Linked DNA regions of Mus musculus: all the other regions are linked to region 1. The links are chromatin contacts, called in public HiChIP or PLAC-seq and promoter capture Hi-C maps. All regions are on one chromosome and are shown on one strand. The core of a region is the stretch at or near the end of the contact, and the rest is flanking DNA. Distances in the headings are between cores, read along the strand shown.

The links. Promoter capture Hi-C pulls out the DNA fragments that hold promoters and counts their contacts. HiChIP or PLAC-seq counts read pairs in DNA pulled down with a chosen protein or histone mark.
Region 2: a promoter capture Hi-C map of pre-B cells shows a contact between it and region 1, with 5 times the contacts expected there. The contact joins the enhancer-like site here to the promoter of Rps19bp1 in region 1. A contact is called at or near these places in 6 of 39 promoter capture datasets (the 3T3-L1 cell line, the C10 cell line, embryonic stem cells and 2 more), 5 of 484 Hi-C or Micro-C datasets (the G1E-ER4 cell line, cerebellum, cerebral cortex and 1 more) and 3 of 115 datasets of contacts at active chromatin or transcription factors (bone marrow-derived macrophages, embryonic stem cells and large pre-B cells).
Region 3: a promoter capture Hi-C map of pre-B cells shows a contact between it and region 1, with 8 times the contacts expected there. The contact joins the enhancer-like site here to the promoter of Rps19bp1 in region 1. A contact is called at or near these places in 5 of 39 promoter capture datasets (the C10 cell line, the HPC-7 cell line, hippocampal neurons and 2 more), 1 of 15 datasets of contacts at CTCF or cohesin (large pre-B cells), 5 of 484 Hi-C or Micro-C datasets (B cells, CD4 T cells, nephron progenitors and 2 more), 8 of 115 datasets of contacts at active chromatin or transcription factors (the 230-238 cell line, T-cell acute lymphoblastic leukemia, acute myeloid leukemia and 5 more) and 3 of 9 other capture datasets (adipose tissue, embryonic stem cells and liver).
Region 4: a promoter capture Hi-C map of hippocampal neurons shows a contact between it and region 1, with 4 times the contacts expected there. The contact joins the enhancer-like site here to the promoter of Rps19bp1 in region 1. A contact is called at or near these places in 6 of 39 promoter capture datasets (the 3T3-L1 cell line, the C10 cell line, embryonic stem cells and 2 more), 1 of 15 datasets of contacts at CTCF or cohesin (large pre-B cells) and 5 of 115 datasets of contacts at active chromatin or transcription factors (SST interneurons, T-cell acute lymphoblastic leukemia, cardiomyocytes and 2 more).
Region 5: a contact with region 1 is called in an HNF4G HiChIP or PLAC-seq map of pancreatic cancer cells. The contact joins the promoter of Kcnj4 here to the promoter of Rps19bp1 in region 1. A contact is called at or near these places in 1 of 39 promoter capture datasets (liver) and 1 of 115 datasets of contacts at active chromatin or transcription factors (pancreatic cancer cells).
Region 6: an HNF4G HiChIP or PLAC-seq map of pancreatic cancer cells shows a contact between it and region 1. The contact joins the enhancer-like site here to the promoter of Rps19bp1 in region 1. A contact is called at or near these places in 4 of 39 promoter capture datasets (embryonic stem cells, hippocampal neurons and pre-B cells), 2 of 15 datasets of contacts at CTCF or cohesin (embryonic stem cells and large pre-B cells), 3 of 484 Hi-C or Micro-C datasets (bone marrow-derived macrophages, cortical neurons and embryonic fibroblasts), 9 of 115 datasets of contacts at active chromatin or transcription factors (SST interneurons, acute myeloid leukemia, embryonic forebrain and 5 more) and 2 of 9 other capture datasets (embryonic stem cells and pancreatic islet).

Annotation. Positions count from the first base shown.
Region 1 is chr15:80,262,922-80,265,809 of GRCm38.p6, reverse strand. It overlaps Rps19bp1 (ribosomal protein S19 binding protein 1), which reads left to right and starts at 1,504. Exons shown (of 4, transcript NM_175109.3): 1 at 1,504-1,583; 2 at 1,693-1,827. The coding sequence starts at 1,532.
Region 2 is chr15:81,209,498-81,212,385 of GRCm38.p6, reverse strand. No RefSeq gene overlaps it. Among named protein-coding and RNA genes, the nearest start is that of Gm31608, 6.2 kb to the left of the region's middle. Within about 2 kb of position 1,470, at least 43 of the 459 cell types and tissues checked have an H3K27ac peak or open chromatin away from gene starts, as enhancers often do. A contact at or near this core is called in pre-B cells, where this site is marked.
Region 3 is chr15:81,044,026-81,046,913 of GRCm38.p6, reverse strand. It overlaps Mrtfa (myocardin related transcription factor A), which reads left to right. Exons shown (of 14, transcript NM_001082536.2): 3 at 1,560-1,625. Among named protein-coding and RNA genes, the nearest start is that of Sgsm3, 68 kb to the right of the region's middle. Within about 2 kb of position 1,368, at least 134 of the 459 cell types and tissues checked have an H3K27ac peak or open chromatin away from gene starts, as enhancers often do. A contact at or near this core is called in the 230-238 cell line, B cells, the HPC-7 cell line and 9 more, where this site is marked.
Region 4 is chr15:81,026,485-81,029,372 of GRCm38.p6, reverse strand. Mrtfa (myocardin related transcription factor A) reads left to right here. Exons shown (of 14, transcript NM_001082536.2): 4 at 2,656-2,711. Among named protein-coding and RNA genes, the nearest start is that of Sgsm3, 50 kb to the right of the region's middle. Within about 2 kb of position 1,537, at least 125 of the 459 cell types and tissues checked have an H3K27ac peak or open chromatin away from gene starts, as enhancers often do. A contact at or near this core is called in SST interneurons and pro-B cells, where this site is marked.
Region 5 is chr15:79,503,759-79,506,646 of GRCm38.p6, reverse strand. Kcnj4 (potassium inwardly-rectifying channel, subfamily J, member 4) reads left to right here and starts at 1,406. Exons shown (of 2, transcript NM_008427.5): 1 at 1,406-1,451.
Region 6 is chr15:80,999,335-81,002,222 of GRCm38.p6, reverse strand. All of the region lies in intron 1 of Sgsm3 (small G protein signaling modulator 3), which reads right to left. Among named protein-coding and RNA genes, the nearest start is that of Sgsm3, 23 kb to the right of the region's middle. Within about 2 kb of position 1,517, at least 57 of the 459 cell types and tissues checked have an H3K27ac peak or open chromatin away from gene starts, as enhancers often do. A contact at or near this core is called in bone marrow-derived macrophages, hippocampal neurons, pancreatic cancer cells and 1 more, where this site is marked.

The DNA of each region.
Region 1 (2,888 bases), core at 255-2,754:
TCTTCCAGCAGACTTGGGGTCGTCTCACATCAGCCTGTAATTATGCTTACTTCTGGCCTCCACAGGCATGGGGTATACCTATGGTGCACAGACATACATGCAGGCAAAAATCCATATGTGTGTGTGTGTGTGTGTGTGTGTAATATATATAAATATATGTATACTTAAATTAAAAACAAAAACGAAGCCAGGTGGTGGTGGCACACGCTTTTAATCCCAGCACTTGGGAGGCAGAGGCAGGCTGATTTCTGAGTTCAAAGCCAGCCTGGTCTACAGAGTGAGTTCCAGGACAGTCAGGGCTGCACAGAGAAACCCTGTCTTGAGAGGGGGGGGGGGGAACTCATGTAACCAGAGAACATTTATGTGTAATATTTATCGATAGAATATTTACATCTATGTGTAATATTGATTGTAATATTTATTGATCTATCAGACTAAAAACTGACCTTTTTTTTTTCAATACTAGGGATTAAATCCAAGCATTCTACCGCCAAGCTATTAATACATCCTAGCTCTTCTTATTAATCTGTAACCCAGACTGGTCTAGAATTTGGAGTGTAGCTATGTGATATAAACTGACCTGAAACTTGCCACTCTCCTGCCTCGGCTTCCCAGGTGCTGGTATTCTAAGTGTTCTGGTATCACTGTGCCCAGCAGTATTTACTGTTTCGCCTGACAACCAACTCATTGCTTAATAACATAAACAGTATTTTGCAGCAAATAGCTGTATTTTTCAAAACAAAGCACTTTATTTTGCATGTTTGCAAATCTATTTCTTTGTTGGGGTTTTTTTTTTTTTTTGGTCTTTTGTTTGGTTTTTTCCTTTTGTTAGTTTTGGTTTGGTTTGTTTGTTTGTTTGTTTGTTTGTTTGTTTGAGACAGAGTCTTGCTATGTAGCCCAAGTTAGCCTGGAACTCAGAGCAACAATCTCTGTTCAATCTCCCAAGTATTGGGACTACAAAGTACGACACCTAACCTCCTTGGCTTTACTGATTCTCACACAGATTCTCACAGTGCACGGGACCGGTGTAATGCTTTGAAGGTCATGAAAACTGTCTAAGCCCGGCAAAGTGGCTTAGGTCTGTAAATCCGGCCCTTGGGCGGCAGAGAGAGAAGGATCAGGAGTTCAAAGTCATCCTCAGCTACAATCGAGTTCAAGGACAGCCTAGGCTAGATGTATCCTTGTCTAAAAAGAAAGTAGAAAGAATCACTTCTTTTGCAGGAACTCAGTCTATTCCACACTTGGCCCCTGGACAGAATTGACCAGTAAGGCTAGAAGTCGAGTCTGCCCGCCCACACAGCCTGGATCACCAGAGACCTGTTGCTTAGAAATTGAACAACTGTGGCTTCTGCGCTTTGGACACGCCCCTAGCTCCCCGCTCCTCCGGGGCTATAGGAAAGCCATTGAGCCTGCGTTCTAAGGCAGCACTTCCGCTCGCTGCGGAACCCTGAGCTCCTGCTCCAGTTTCTGCCGAGGAGCGAACACCGCCAGGGCGGAAGTAGCTCGCCGCGTGTGGGCGGGGCTCGGAAACATGTCGGCGGCGTTAGTGCGGCGCGGTTTGGAGCTTCTGGCGGCGTCCGAGGGTGAGGAGAGCAGGTCCTGCGACAGTCGCGCTGTGTAGGAGAGCCAGCCGGGCGGGTGGGGAGGGAGAGCGCGCCCTTCAACTCGGTCCTTCGCTGCCTTTCCCCGTAGCTCCCCGTGCGGTCCCGGGCCAGGTCCAGGCTAGCGGGACTCCGGCGAAGCGGACCCGGAGGGCGCGGGCCAAGGCCTCCCAGGCTCTGAAACTGCGGAACTCAGCGAAGGGAAAGGCGCCTAAGTCCGCTCTAGGTGAGTTGAGAAAGACTGTGAGCGCTTCTTAGAATTGGGGGCAGCGCCTTCGAGTCGGGAGTTCCAAACGTTCCCCGAGACTCCACAAGGAAAAGGCAAAATGAATGTTCAAATCGTGGGGGACAGGTTTCGAACCCAAGCAATCTAATTCCCAGGTCTGCCGCTGTCTGCTATGTGGCAGTTAACAGGATGAGAGAAAGAGGGAAAAGCCTGGGAGTGGTGACACACATCTGTCATCCCTGCACTTGAGAGGTGGAGGCAGGAGAATCAGAAGTTCTGTGTCTTTCCGTGGTGAGTTCAGGGCAAGACCTAATCGTGAAGGCAGATGAAACGCAAGACCCAGGCGCTTGTGAGCTCTAGCCGTGGTGGGGAGAGAAACATCAGAGAGTCTCTCTTAATTATTTATTTATTTATTTATTTGGCTTTTTGATACAGAGTTTCTCAGTATAGCCCTGGCTGTCCTGGAACTTACTCTGTAGACCAGGCTGGCCTCGAACTCAGAAATCTACCTGCCTCTGCCTCCCAAGTGCTAGGATTAAAGGCGTGCGCCACACGCTTACTCTGTAGACCAGCCATCAGAGAGTCTCAAAACTAACAAGCAGGGTTTTGCCAAGTGAGTGAGGCTTGTGAGGTGAAAGGCTCTGCAGTGCTCCGAGGAAGAATCAAACTAACAAGCCAAGGTGGAAGCAACGTTAAGGCATCTGAGAAGGTTTTAGCCAGAAAGGCTTGAGAATTTGGAAGAAGGCTAACGGGTAAGATGAGCAAGAGGCAAGATGGAGGACCCATCAGGGATAGAGGGCTGGCTCACTGGTTAAGAGCACTTGCTGCTTGCTCTTCCAGAGGACCTGGAGCCCCCCAGAAGCCCACAAAGCTGCTCACAGCCCACTGTAACTCCAGGTCTGGGGATTAGATACCCTCTTCTGATTCCACAGACGCTCACTTGGGGTGCACATACATACACTAAGGCACGCAACACACACACATTTATGAAATGAAGCACTCAGTCAACAGTTTACCCTTCTAAACTAACTAACTCGTTTGACCCTCACGGCAGCCCTGTG
Region 2 (2,888 bases), core at 221-2,720, 950 kb before region 1:
TTTAAACAGAATGTTAAGGGTCTGGCTGGATGTAATGGTACAGGCCTATAATCTCATCTGCCCAGAGCTCAGGCAGGTGGATCCTGTGTCACAATGAAGGAAAAAGAAAAGGCTGTCAGAGTGGTTCAGTGGTAGACGCTCGGCAGGCTCAAGTCGAGGGGTGTGAAAGAAAAGAGTGTGGGACCACACTGTCTATATCCCAGATTTCAGTGATAAAGACATTCAAGGAAGTGAGTTTGCTAGAAGGAAGGTTGGGGCCAAGCATGGCGGCGTGTACCTCAGCACTGCAGAGGTGAAGGCGGAGGGCCAAGAGTTCAAGTGAGCTGGGCAGGCCTTTAATCCCAGCATTAGGGAGGCAGAGGCAGGCAGATTTCTGAGTTCGAGGCCAGCCTGGTCTACAAAGTGAGTTCCAGGACAGCCAGAGCTATAGAGAGAAACCCTGTCTCGAAAAACCAAAAAAAAAAAAAAGAGTTCAAGCGAGGTAGGGAGACGGCTCAATGATGCAATGTTTGAGGAGCAACCATGAGGACCGACATCCAGGTCCCCAGCACCCCCATAAAGCAGGGCAGCTGTGCAGCTCTCCCTCAGCACACGGGAGGGGTGGATGGGAATTTCTGAGGCAAAATGGCTAATGAGAATCACAGCAAGAGAATAAAGCAGAGAGGGGTTGAGGAAGACACCCAGTATCAACTGCAGGCCTCCACAGGCATGGACACATACATAGGGACATATACCACTCACCGTACACATGTGCACACACTATATATATACCACATATATACATAACTACCTCACACCCAAATACACACTACATACATCAATACACATACCATATGTACATACCACATACCTACATAGCACATACACATAGCTCATACACACACCACACACATATACCACATACATAACACATTAACACTGCCTATACAACACATATTACAAACACATGCACACCCCTCATACACACACCACACACATACACACACACCAAATACATAACAAACACATGTGCTCACATATAAACACACTACATACACCACAAATACACATACCATATACCCTATACCACACACACACCACACATATACACCACATACATACGTACATACCACACACAAACACCACATACATACACATACCACACACACACACACACTAAACCATACATATACACATACACCACTCAGACACTACATAACACACCACAAATACACACCACATGTGCTCATAAGCACAGGCAGACACACACAGACACACTCAGGGTTCAAGGCCACACATTAAGGTTAGCATTATCCACATTACCTGGGAGAAAGGACTCTAAGCCTACCTGTGGGGACTTATCTTGATTATGCTAATAATGTGGGATGATGCATGTTAATTGTAGGTGGGATGGTCCTCTAGGCTGGGGATCCTCCACTCTATAAAATATAGCAAGGTAGCTAAGTGGCAGGAAGCCGGTTTCCTTCTCGTCTACATTGTAATGCCTCGAGCTTGTAAGTCAGAATAAAGCCTTTCTCCCTTACATTGCCTTTGTCAGGAACACACAACACAGAACACAGCAACAGGAACATAGCTAAGACACCGTCTCTTGCCATATAGGGAGTCCGAGCCCGGCCTGGGCTACCTGAGATCCTGTCTCCAAAATAGCAGAACTGAAAGCAAGCAAACCAAACCACGGGTAAGAGCTTCCTCTGGGGAGGCAGGAAGGCTGCTGGGAGATTGGCTGAGTTCCATCTCTTGACCTGGAAACTTTCAAGGTAATTACAAGGGGATTTGCTTCTTGAGAACTCATTATGTGTGACATTTGTTTCATGTGGTTTTTACTCTTATTAAAATAAAAAATGGTTTTCTGAACGAGTGAAAAACAGCACATGTGCTCAGCTTACTCACTTACGGGCTTGGTGTGTTCCCGTTGTCCACAGATTGAGCGCTGGTGAGGCTGGGTCTGACCTACTTTACCATCACCGAGGGACCCTGTGGGAAAAGGGAAGAGAAAGGGAAAGGCAAGGGAGTGGAGACCAGGGAATGGAGATGATCAAGATACATTGTTCCATGTATGGAAATTTCAAAAGATAAATCTGGGGGGTGGGGAGGGGGCGGGGGACAAGGAGGAGGCGGGTTCCAAAACAGGAAGGAGTAGACTAGAGAAGCTTGAATGCCAGCAGGAGGCTTGTCTGTGCCAGGAACCATCATCCTGAGGATCAGAGACATGAAAGGTGTTCTGCTCTGCAAACTGGTGCTAAGAGCCAGGAAGAGCACTAAGGATATTGTCTAGAGTGCCACAGGCCAACACACAGCATCCCAGAATCCCAGCATCCCAGCTGTCCTTCACCTTGCTGGACCCCTGGATTTCATCTTCTTCTTTCTCTGTATTTTCCCTGGTCTTTATGTTTGTAATCTCTCTGTGCCTTCTATTTAATGCACTATTTAATGGCACTCATAAACTCAGGGAACAATAGTAAGAAAGTCTCTCCAAATGAAGTTTAAAATAATGGCCTTCTTCTCACTTAAAGTGATTCTTACATAGCATATGTATACTGTTGAACTCTAATATACTTCAGTAGGAAATCTCACAAGCCAGATATGGTGGCGCATGCTTGTATTCCTAGGACCTGGGAGACTGAAAAAGGATTGTCATAAGCCAGAAGCCAGGTGGGTCTACACATCAAAGTCCAGGCAAGCCAGAGATCCTTGGTGACACCCTATCTCAAAACGCCAGAACCGGGGCTGGAGAGATGGTTCAGCGGTTAAGAGCACTGGCTGCACTTCCAGAGGTCCTGAGTTCAGTTCCCAGCAACCACATGGTGGCTCACAACCATCTGTAATGAGATCCGGTGCCCTCTTCTGGCCTGCAAGCATGCGTGCAGCAAGAAACCTGTATACATAAG
Region 3 (2,888 bases), core at 119-2,618, 780 kb before region 1:
TTTGATCCTCCTGCCTTAGTCTTCTGAGTAGCTGCCCCTAATTCCTGTCATTAAATGCCTGCTATAATAAAATACAAATAACATTTTTTCTTTTTTGAGACAGACTTTTACTTTGTAGCAACCCCAGGCTGATGTGAAAATTTTAACTGTCCTTTGCCTCAGCCTCCAAAGGCTGGGAGAATATAGGTATGAGCCACCATGCTTGGCTTAATAAGACTTTTTTTTTTTTAATTAAATTTATAGGAGTTTGTAAATTAGCAGGGGGGATATTCAGAGGTAACCACGCACAGCACCCAACATCACTGTTCAGGTAAAGTAGCTTAGGTGACCCAACGTAATTCTGAATATAGTGGAGAATATAGAGAAGAAGAGAAAAAGAAAAAGAGAGTGGACATTTTCAAGCAAAAATGAAATTTTAAAGGTGAGGGAAAGTCCATGGTACTTAAGGAAGAGTAAAATTTAACATTCTCGTTGGGGTGTCTCACCCTAGGGAATCGTGCCTGGAAGTCCCCATTGCAGCCTGATGTGACATAAGAGCAGAAGGAGGCAAGCAAGCTTGCTAACAGGACAGGGAAAGGAACTTGGAACATAAATCATAATTTTGAGAGAAAGAGAAGTTCTGCTTGTTCCTGTGACCTTGAAGCGTAGGCAAGAGCCCAGCCAGCGTCCTCCCATCCTTGGGTGCCTCTAAAAATCGCTGCGTAGAAAAGGCCCGTGTTAGTACACCACTGTTCCTAGTATTTGTAGGTTACCCTCAGATATGACTTTCAGGGCCCTGCAGTTGAAACCTGTTAGACAGAAGGGGACTTGCTGTGGGCTCTGGGATCCTCCTAACCCTCCCTAGACATTTTCTTAGCATCGTAACCACAGCTATGCTAGTTGATCCTTTGAGTAGTGTATAGTTGTAAAGATGGTTGATGTTTAATTTGATAAAGATCCCTGTTGTTTCATTGAGCAGTGTTGCCAAACAGAGCTAGGAGCGACACCTGTCTCCACTAGCCCGATGTACACTAAGTCGTAGCTCTTGGGTGTCTCCTCTCAGCAGAGAAAGCCCTGTGTGAAAACAGAAGCATGTGGACGGCAAGATACCTTGTAGTCTAGAGGAATGTGGTGTGTGTGAAAGTAGCCATACTTTTTAGATTGTGGTCTCTGTGCAGAGTGCATTTGTTCAACATGCTATGTGCAAACACTTAGAACTTATACAGCTCTTTGTGCTGGGCGCTGGCCCCATTAGACTTTCTTTGAGCTTAGAACTGGTTGGTGTTTCTCAGTCCCAGGAGGAAGGCTGAGTTCTGTAAGGTTTAAGCAAGAGGCAAGACTGGTAGTTTGTGGATTGTTATCACCCTGCAAGACTCTTCGCAACTTCCTCTTGCCGCCCACAGCAGAATGCGGAAACCCTGCTGTGTCAGGCCACTTCTGCAGTTACCCACAGTTGCAGTTTGGGATCCTCCTTTCATACCATAGGCTACCTTTTAGACTTTGCTGCATTTGAGAATGTGTCTGCTGAGGTGGAATGGCTGACTAACCTGCATCTGTCTTCTCTTCTTGCCACCATGCAGTGCTGCAGTTGAAGCTCCAGCAGCGGCGGACCCGGGAGGAACTGGTGAGCCAAGGGATCATGCCGCGTAAGTGTCTCTCGGTGTTTGTACACTTGCTCCTTGGGTTGGCTTGGCTCCTCGGTGGCATAGGAGCACCCTACAGAGCAGGGGTCAGGGGTCTCGTTCCAGTCTTACCCGCCTCTTACTTTTCCATCAGGAGTCCTTGATGGATGGAACAGGTTGTCAATTGCCCAGATTCATCATGTTCAGTGAAACAAGCAGTGCTAGGCTTCCAGCAGGTCGGCAGATAGCCCCGTGCCTTTGAATTGCCTCTTTCCTGGGTTCCCAGCATCCCTTCATGGGAGGAGCAGGGGCTGCTCTGTTCACATCCACTTCACCTCTGTGCTCAGCTGTTAGGAAGAAACCTCTCCTCTCCCCTTGCAGACAGGTACCGTCAGTGAACTACAGTTTATTTTAGAGCTGTGAGGCACCCATGGCGGATACGCGTGTGTGTATGCCTGGATGGAGCTGTTGGTGAGCTGTTCTGACACTGGGCCAGTGTCTGCATCCCTGGGGTAGAAGTGAAACCACGCCTTAGACTCTGTTAGAGACAAGAAAGCCTGTTTTGAATACTAAGAGCACCGTAGACAGTGAAGGCTAGAACCAGGGTCTTGCTCTTCTGACATGTCTTCATGAGTTCTCAGCAGATCATACAAGCTTCCGTCCCCTGGTGGTATGTCGTCACCACTCGGCTCCACCCTGAGGAGGAAGACAGCGAGAGAGCGCACACACACACACACACACACACACCCCAGCAGCATCTGCTGTCATGATGTTTCATGGTCTCCCCCACATGTTACTGCCCACTGTCCCGTTGCCCCGCTGCCATCCATGTTGTTGGCCACTCACTCAGAGGAATCATGTGTGCAGCTACAGTGAATCTGCCCCTGCAAGAGTGGAGGGAGGAAGTGGAGACAAAGGAAGAAGATAATATTACACCTCTTAGTAAGTGTGATGTAGTAAATTAATGGTGGTGGATGTGTTTACAGTTAACAGGAAAAAGTTGGAGACACAGCCGGGCGTGGTGGCGCACGCCTTTAATCCCAGCACTCGGGAGGCAGAGGCAGGTGGATCTCTGAGTTCGAGGCTAGCCTGGTCTACAAAGTGAGCTCCAGGACAGCCAGGGCTATACAGAGAAACCCTGTCTCGAAAAACCAACCAACCAAACAAACAAAAAACAAAACAAAAAAGTTGGAGACACTTTGGATAAACCGGCAAACTCATTCCTATAGTTTCATCATTTGGGAGGCTGAGGCAGGAGTTCAAGGCCAGACTGGGTTATAATGTGAG
Region 4 (2,888 bases), core at 288-2,787, 760 kb before region 1:
GAATCTGTATCCACCATGGCCCTTTGACCTCTCACCGTCATGCAGTGGTGGCAGCTGTCATTGGTACATAAAGATGAACCACCCCTGTGTCAGGCTGTCTGTGCTGTGAGACATGCTTCCGGAAGCCGGGTTTGTCATTACCCCTGGGGTTGCAAGGATAGGATGTTCAGGTAGCCAGGGCTTAGACAATCATCTGTGTCTGCAGCCAGGCCCAGCCAGCCCGAGAGAATAAGCTAGTGACTTGGCTAAGCCGCGCTTGTGGCAGCAGTGCATCCCATGAGACAGTGGGTGCGTGCTTTTTGGGTTTTGTTCTTATTTATTAGTATGTTGGCAGGGTCTCTCTACATAACCTTGACTATCCTGGAACTCATTGTAGACCAAGCTGCCCTAGAACTCGTAGAGACCCTCCTGCCTCTGCCTCCCGAGTGCTGGGATAAAAGGTGTGCATCACCGCACTCAGCCTGATTCTTTCAAAATAGAGTTGGCTGGGCAGTGGTGGCGCACACCTTTAATTGCAGCACTTGGGAGGCAAAGCCAAGTAGATCTCTGAGTTCAAGGCCAGCCTGGACTACAGAGCTATTCCCAGTGTGGCCATGGCTAAACAGAGAAACCCTGTTTGGAAAAATTAATTAATAAGGGAGAGAAAGGGAGAGGGAGTTTGTGTGTGTAGATGCGTGTACATGCATGTAGATGCCTCAGAAGCTAGTAGCAGGGACATTGGGTCCCCTGAAGCTGGGGTGATCGACTATCACGAGCTGCCTGAAGTAACTGCTGAGCCATCTCTCTAGCCCCAGTGATGGGAGTCTTTGTTCCAGGAGGTGGGCAGAGTCTCAGTCTCCAAAAAAGTAGTCATAAGCTGAATTGTCCCAAGAGTTGTTAGGACCCTGTAATGGGACTCAGATCCTTCAACACAGGAACTTTTCCAGGTTTCTAACTCTGAATCTGAACTCTAGGACCTGACAGTTAACCTGAGGTTTCAAGCTATAGTACAGAGCCCTCTTGCTGACCACATAGAACCCTCTTACAGACACCCGATAGCAGCTTACTGAATGAGTGACTATAGGGCGGCTCTGTTGTGTGAGAGAGAGATGTGGCATACTCCTGTGTTGTGAGAGAGAGAGAGATGTGGCATGCTCTTGTGTTGTGTGAGAGAGAGATGTGGCATGCTCCTGTGTTGTGAGAAGGAGAGAGATGTGGCATGCTCCTGTGTTGTGTGAGAGAGAGAGATGTGGCATGCTCCTGTGTTATGTGAGAGAGAGAGATGTGGCATGCTCCTGTGTTGTGAGAGAGAGAGATGTGGCATGCTCCTGTGTTGTGTGAGAGAGAGAGAGAGAGAGATGTGGCATGCTCCTGTGTTGTGTGAGAGAGATGGGGCATGCTCCTGTGGGCTTGTTGTCCCAGCGTTGTGGGAGGGAGTGGTGCTAGCCTGTCACTCTCAGACCACACTCCTGCTTCCAGGCCCTGAAAGCCAACTTTGGTCCAGTGCATTCTTGCACAGTGGAACCAGGAATGAGGGCGGGCTTCCTTCCCTTGGGGCAGCCTGGGCGGTTCCCTGAATGGGTTCTCTAGCTGTGCAGGTTGAGGAGAGAACCTGTACTGGTTTGTCTTGAGGGTGTCTGCTGAGTCTAGAGCTCCCCCTGCTGTCAGAAAATGGAAGGGCTCACATGGCCTTACCGTTTTCTCTCCTATTATTACTATTTTTAACATTGTCTTTAATCTAAACAAAACTGCTGCCAGGATGGTGAAGCTCCTCTGAGCATGCTCCCAGGAGGCCCACCCCTGGGAATGGAGGGGCGGAAGCACAGAGGCCAGGCAGGATAGGTCCTATCTGTGTCTTGCTACTTTTAGTGGCTCCCACCACAGGCCTGGAAGGTTATCTTTGCACACAGTCTCACACTGTCTGCAGCCTTGGGCAGCAGAACTGAAACCGACCACAGCCTCACATGCTTCTCACCTACTGCCATTGCTCCCTAGCGAAGGGAGCCACACGCCCCCTGTCCTCCCCGGCGTCTTAAGTTGTCATGTGTCGCCTTACAAGAGACTTGGAGTGCTCATGCTGCATTTGCAGAGGAGCTGTGGCCGGGCTTACCATTAGTGACAGAAGCTCAGCAGACCCCAGAATGGGACCCAGCTTTCACGAGGGTCAGCCAACAATGACTGAAATTTTCATAGTTCTCAAAGATAAACCTGAGAGTCATTCTAACCAAGCCGTTAGTCCCGGCTGAGCAAAGATGCTGCCCTGTGAGGGGTCGGGCCTCTGCTTTCACCTCCCTATGTGGCCACTGCAATTTCTAATAAGACAGAAAAAGTGTGGTGGGTGCAGCTCACAGATCTGCCCAAGCCAGGCAGTCATGGAGCTAACTGGTGGGATGGAGAATGGTGTAGCACTGAGCCAAAGGTCAAGAGGTCCTGCTGTCCCCAGGGGTCTCAGAGTGACCAGCCATAAAGACACATGCTTGTTGGGTGCCAGGTGGCATTTCTCGCCTGCAGTGGTAGTGCTGTACATGGAGTGTCACTAGGAGGTGGGTTCTGCTGCTGTTTGGGGTTTTGGTTCTGGGACTGAGCCCAGGGGCTTGCCTGTGCCATGCAGGCACTCCAGCACAGAGCTAGCCTCAGTCTCTAAATGTAATTCTTTTATGGTTCTTTTCTCAACAGCTTTGAAAAGCCCCGCTGCATTTCATGAGCAGAGAAGAAGCCTGGAGCGGGCCAGGGTAAGGCTCCCTCCTCACCCCCACCCCCCACCCCCGACCTGCAGAGTACACCGTCAGCACCAGCCAACTGCGTTTCCTTCCAGTCTAGCACAGCTTTGGGGTCAGCCCTCACCTTGTAGCTCTACTCTAGGTTTCTACTATAAAACCTTGGCCTTTCCTGTTTCTCCCCTCCCCCCC
Region 5 (2,888 bases), core at 157-2,656, 760 kb after region 1:
CTGCCTATAATTCTAGTTGCACGGAACCTGACAACTTCTTCTGGCTTTCACAGGCTCCTGCCCACATGTAGCACACATGCACGCACATGGGCATCTGTACATGCATGGTGCACATACGGACACACACAGGCATCTGCACACATAGACATAAATAAAAAAGGAAAGACAGATTAGTAAGATGAGAAGAAAACAGGGACTAGGGTTTGTTGACTTCCACTCCACTGGGTGGCCTTTTGCGAACTTTTGGACGTCTGTGGGTCCTCAGTTTCTCCTTTGTGAACTGAAGCCTTACTGATAGACTGTGCCACTATTAGGGTTCTTCCAAAAGAACGACCTCTGTCTCCTGAAGTGGGGGTGCTTAGGGCCCTTAGCTGCTAGAGCTTCGGGAGAGGATGCAGACCACCCAGGAGAGGGTCAGGGCCACCGGGACCCCCACAGGACTGGTTCCCACCTACCCTCCTCTGGGCTCGGAGAACCCTCCCCACCTGTCCCCAGGGGCCTCGCAAATCCGGGAGTGGATCCTCCTTGGAACGGATCCTCCAGTAGGAGTGCGGCGGGGCGAGGAGGAAAACCCGGGCAGGATCCGCGCGAGAACCGGACGGCGCAGCCTTCCCCCCCCCCCCCCCCCCGTCCCCGACCCCCGACTCCTGCTGGAGTCCTGGGTCCCGGGCGCTAGTGGCCTGCCCGCGTGGGTCAGACGCACCAGGAGGGCCGGGGTGGGGTCCGCCTGGGGCTGGCAGCCGGGGCGCGCTGCCTCCGCAGCGGGGCGCGGGTCACGTGTGAGGAGGGGCGAAAGTCTCCGAAGCGGGGCGCGTGCTGCGAGTTGGGAGTTCTCGGCGCGCCGCGGGCGGCGGGAGCTCAGGCTCCCGGGCGAGCCGGGGACGCGGCGGGGACCGGGTCCCAGACGGAGGGGGCGGCGGCGGGAGTGGGAGGGACGCAGACAGAGAAGGACACAGCCGGCCGAGGAGGCGGCGCGGGGCGAGGCTGAGCCCGGGCAGGGGCCGGAGCGCGGCGACCAGGTGCCACGGCCCCGCGGGAGGAGAGGCGGCACCGGGGCACAGCGGCGGGGACCTTGTGGCAGGCGCGAGGTGGCCACAGAGCCAGGAGACCCCAGAACTGAACAACGAGAGGGTCGTGGGGCTGTGGGTAACAGCGGGCAGTGGGGCGCCTTGGGCCCCTGGACCCCTCGACCCGAGCCCGGGCTCCACGATGCTGCCGCCCGGGCGGCGCCCAGCTCTTGACGCGGGGCAACGCTGAAAGTTACGCAGGGAGCGGCGCGGGACAGCGCGGAGACCCCGAGACCCACAGAGGCCGCCTGGGTCAGTGGCGACATCGCGGGCAGGCGGCGCCCGCGTCCCAAGCCCGGCGCCCCGGACTCCGCCCGCCGGACTGCGCCGGGGGATGTAGCGGACACTCGCCGCCCAGACCCTCCTCGGACCTTACGCCCCGGGGTAAGCTCGGGCTCGTCCATCGCGAGTACTCTTCGTCCGTCTGTCCGTCCCAATGTCTGTCTAGCTCAGAGAGTTGTTTGTCCTGCCGCTCTGGCCATACCCGTCCTGCACTTATCCATCAGACCCGATTCCTGAAGGGTCCCAGTGTGGACCTGTGACTTCCCCCAAGCTGGCGCGCTCCGTTTATTTGGCCATCAGAGCGTCTCCTGTGGGTTGTGGCTGGCAATAGAAGGGAGATGGATGACAGAGATTTGACCTCCTGCCCTGGCGACGGCCCTTCTCTGCCCCCGCCCACCTCCATGCCAGGAGCTGCGAGGCAGGTGACTTGCAGCAAGGTGGGAAGGGGGCGTCTCAGCTTCCCACCACCCACCTGCAGTCTCCGTGAATGGTTCGGAGTATGACAGAAATCTCCCTTCTGCTGTGTTAAGCACCTGCCTTGTGCCAGATAACCCCAGGGTAGGTGAGCCGGTAGTAGCTGAAGGAATGAGGTAACAGTAAATGGAGCATTTCGGGGATTAGAGTGGTGGAAACTAAGGCTGTAGAGAGAGGGGCAAAGATGCTTTTTCTTCTGCAAAGGGGAAACAGCAAAGAGTCATGCCGTGGGCTCTAAGCAAGGAGAACTTCACCACCACCTGCAGAATGCCCACTAACCAGGTCAGCCTACTACTGCCCCCCCCTCCCCCACAAACTATGCAAGGGGACTCAGACTTCAGGGCAGGGAGCTGTAGACCAGCTTGGCAGGCAGCAGTGCCCTCTAGGCACCACACAGGGTGGCTGGGCTGCCCTAACAGGGAGGGCCTCAAGAGGGGGAGAGCTCCAAGTAGTAGGCTGAAGGACCTAGGGACCAGACGAGGTGTCTAGCCCTGGACAGAGAAGGGCTGGATCCAGGGATCCAATATTCACTCCACCCCCACTCCCATCCATCCCTGCACCTTGCAGGACTGCTAGGAGTCCAGAGCCATGTGTAGCCTTGACTTGGCTTCTGAGGGGAGCAAGTGGAGAAACAGGACAGTTAGGGCAAGTGGAGCGGGAGGACTGAGCCTGGAACATTCTGCTCTGCCCTCCTATGGAAGAAGGGTCTCTTTCTGAAGTTTTCCATACTGGGCATCAAGGCTCGTATATCCCTTGGTCCAGGCTTCAGAAATGAGACCAGCTAGTTGAGACACTGGGCAAGTTATGCTCCTTGAGCCTCTGCCAGCACATCTGTGGAATGGGGACACCAGACCTGCCCCACTGACCTCCAATGCAGGGCCTTTGAGCTCTGTGAGCAGAAGACTCTTGGTAGGCTGAAGAGAGGGGTGGGCAGATGGGGGTGGGGGTAAGAACTCAGTTTACTTTGAGGGAAAATAAGTAGTTACCAGTGGCAAGAATATGGCTGGAAATGCAGACTGACAGTAATGGAGGTGTCTAGGCATAAGTGGGGGGACCTGGGACTTG
Region 6 (2,888 bases), core at 268-2,767, 740 kb before region 1:
ATACAAATTTCTCTCATCATTGTCAGTGTCTTGTCACTTCTTTTCTGTCCTGTTTGTTTGTTTTTAAAGACTCAACAGTAAAAAGACTGAACAGTAAAGACACAAAAAGCCCAATTTAAAAATAGTTAAGCAGGGCTAGAGAGATGGCTCAGTGGTTAAGAGAACTGGCTGTTCTTCCAGAGCTTGGGTTCAGTTTCCAGCACCAACCCCGCAGCTCTCGGCAGGTTGTACCTCTAGCTCTGGAGCTAATGCCCTCTTCCAGCCTCTGAGGGCACTGCACATATGTGATGCAGAGACAGACATACACACAAAATAAATTTAAAAGATGTTTGAACATACATTTCTCAAATAAGAGAGGGAAATGGCCAATAGCGGGTGAAAGTGACTGGGTTATCATCAACCACAAAGGAGATCTAAACTGTGAAGGCATGCTACTCCACAGCCATGAGGGCTCACACAAACAAACACCAGAGTGCTCTCCTCGCTCGCACACATCAAACTCTTCAGTCTGCGTCCCCAACACTGCATGTGACTAAATGTGGCAGTGTACACCTGTAATCCCAGCACGAGGATGAAGACAAATCCTAGGCCACATGAGACCTTGTCTCAGAAAACATTTTTTAAAAAGGAGGGGCTGGAGCGATGGCTCAGCAGCTACGAGCCTCTTTCAGAGGACCTGAATTAAATGCACTCCTATCAGGCAGTTCACAACTGCCAGTAACTGCAGCTCCAGGCGATCCAATCACTTCTTCTGGACCCAAAGGCATTTACATGTACACAGACATACAAAGACACATATACATAATTTTGATTTTTTTCTTTAAAAAAATGTTAGCAAGAATATGGAGAAATCAGCTGGGAGTGGTGGCACATGCCTTTAATCCCAGCACTCAGAAGGCAGGGGCAGGTGGATTTCTGAGTTTGAGGCCAGCCTGGTCTACAGAGTGAGTTCCAGCCAGGGCTACACAGAGAAATCCTGTCTCAAAAAAAAACAAAAAAAAACAAAAAGGGGCTGGTGAGATGGCTCAGTAGGTAAGAGCACCCGACTGCTCTTCCGAAGGTCCGAAGTTCAAATCCCAGCAACCACATGGTGGCTCACAACCACCCGTAATGAGATCTGATGCCCTCTTCTGGTGCGTCTGAAGACAGCTACAGTGTACTTACATATAATAAATAAATAAAAAAAAAAAAAAAAAAAAAAAAAAAAAAAACAAAACAAAAAAAAAAAAGGAGAAATCAACTAGGCAGGGTAGTACATGCCTTTAATCCCAACAGAGGCAGGTGGATCTTTATGAGTTCCAGGCCAGCCATGGCTACATAATAAGACCCTGTCAGAAAAAGAAAAAGGAAGAGGGAAAGGAGGAGATAAAATATGGAGCAAAAACATGGAGGAAAAGAGGTTGTTTAAAGAGGAGGAACCGACATCTGCTGGAGGGCAGAAGGGGCTGGAAGAGAGTTCTCAACAGCAGTTCCCCTCTCACCAGCCTCCTACTCACTGTCACTCAGCAAACAATGACTGAGCACAGAGCCAGGCAGCACAACCGTGGATAAGGTCAGGCTGTTGCAGTGTAGTAGAAAATTAGATAAGAGACAAAGTAAGATGGGACTAATTCTGTATCAAAAGAGCCTTTGAGAGCTGAGGTCTGAGCAAGGGCCAAAGCCAGGCTAGAGATCAAGGCCTGACTTCACTGAGGGAGGATCCAGATGCAGGGAGGGGCCAGTGAGCTCAGAGCCTAGGATGCAGTGGGGGGAAGAGTGGGAGGAAGCAACAGCAGATGCCAAGGGCACCTCACCCTGCTCACCCTGAAGACAGGCTTTTGACCTCTGTTCTCAGACAGCAAAGAAATCCACAGATTCTGAACAGCCATCAAGCAAAATCTGGTAGGACTGAACAATATCTCCAGGTGCCCAGAAATCAATGGAGACTGAAAGGCCATGCCCAGGGTAGGAGATGTTGTGGGTGCAAGCACTGAGAATCGATCAGATGGTGTACACATTTTTACAGGCTGAGAGCCTCGATTGCTATTTCATTCATGTTGCACTTAAGGACACATATACTTAGGGTTGACCTTAAGTCTCCCAGATGTGACACTGCTGAGCTGGGCAGGCAGGTTTTTCAGCTTCTGGTTGCTATGGAAATTTCCCTGAAAGCACCCAGAACTGACAGACCTAGCCTAAACAGTTAGTCTCCACAAATACCTGGTCTATGGCTGCCCTCTTGTAGTCTTTTTAAAAGAAACCTTAGAAAACCTTAATTGATGCAGCCACTTCTGAGTTGCTCAGAAGAAATTGTAACAATTAAATGTACAAGCTTAAGAGAGCCAGTTCTGATGCTGTGTGTCCCTTCCTAGTTTACCAATCCCACATTTTCCCACAAATGTTGCCACTGTATGCAGGTGCAGAGGTACCGTTCACTTCCTGTGGTCTCCTGACATGGACTGAAGGGACATATATCCCTGACAAGGCAGCAGAGTTACTGCCACACAAGTGGCTTTCTCCAGACATCTTCCAGGAAGCATAAAGGCTGAACCAATATAGGCAAAAACATTGATTTTTGGTGGCACCTAAGAGCCTAAAGACCACTTTTTTTTTCTGTAAAGAGATGAGGTGACTCTGAAAGCTACAGATAACAGATAAACTGGTGAGAGTGGCTCAGGGCTGGGAAAGTCTGAGAAAGGCTAAAAGGAAGGAGGAAACTAGTATAGACACTAGAGATGCTTCTAAAACCTACATGGTGGCTCACAGCCATCTGCAACTGCAGTTCCAGGAGATCCAATGTCTTCAGCTGACCTCCTCGGGCACCAGGCATACATACACGCATGCAAAAACACTCATACACAAAAGTTTTGCTTTGAGACAGGGTTTCTCTGTATATTATGTCCTGGAAT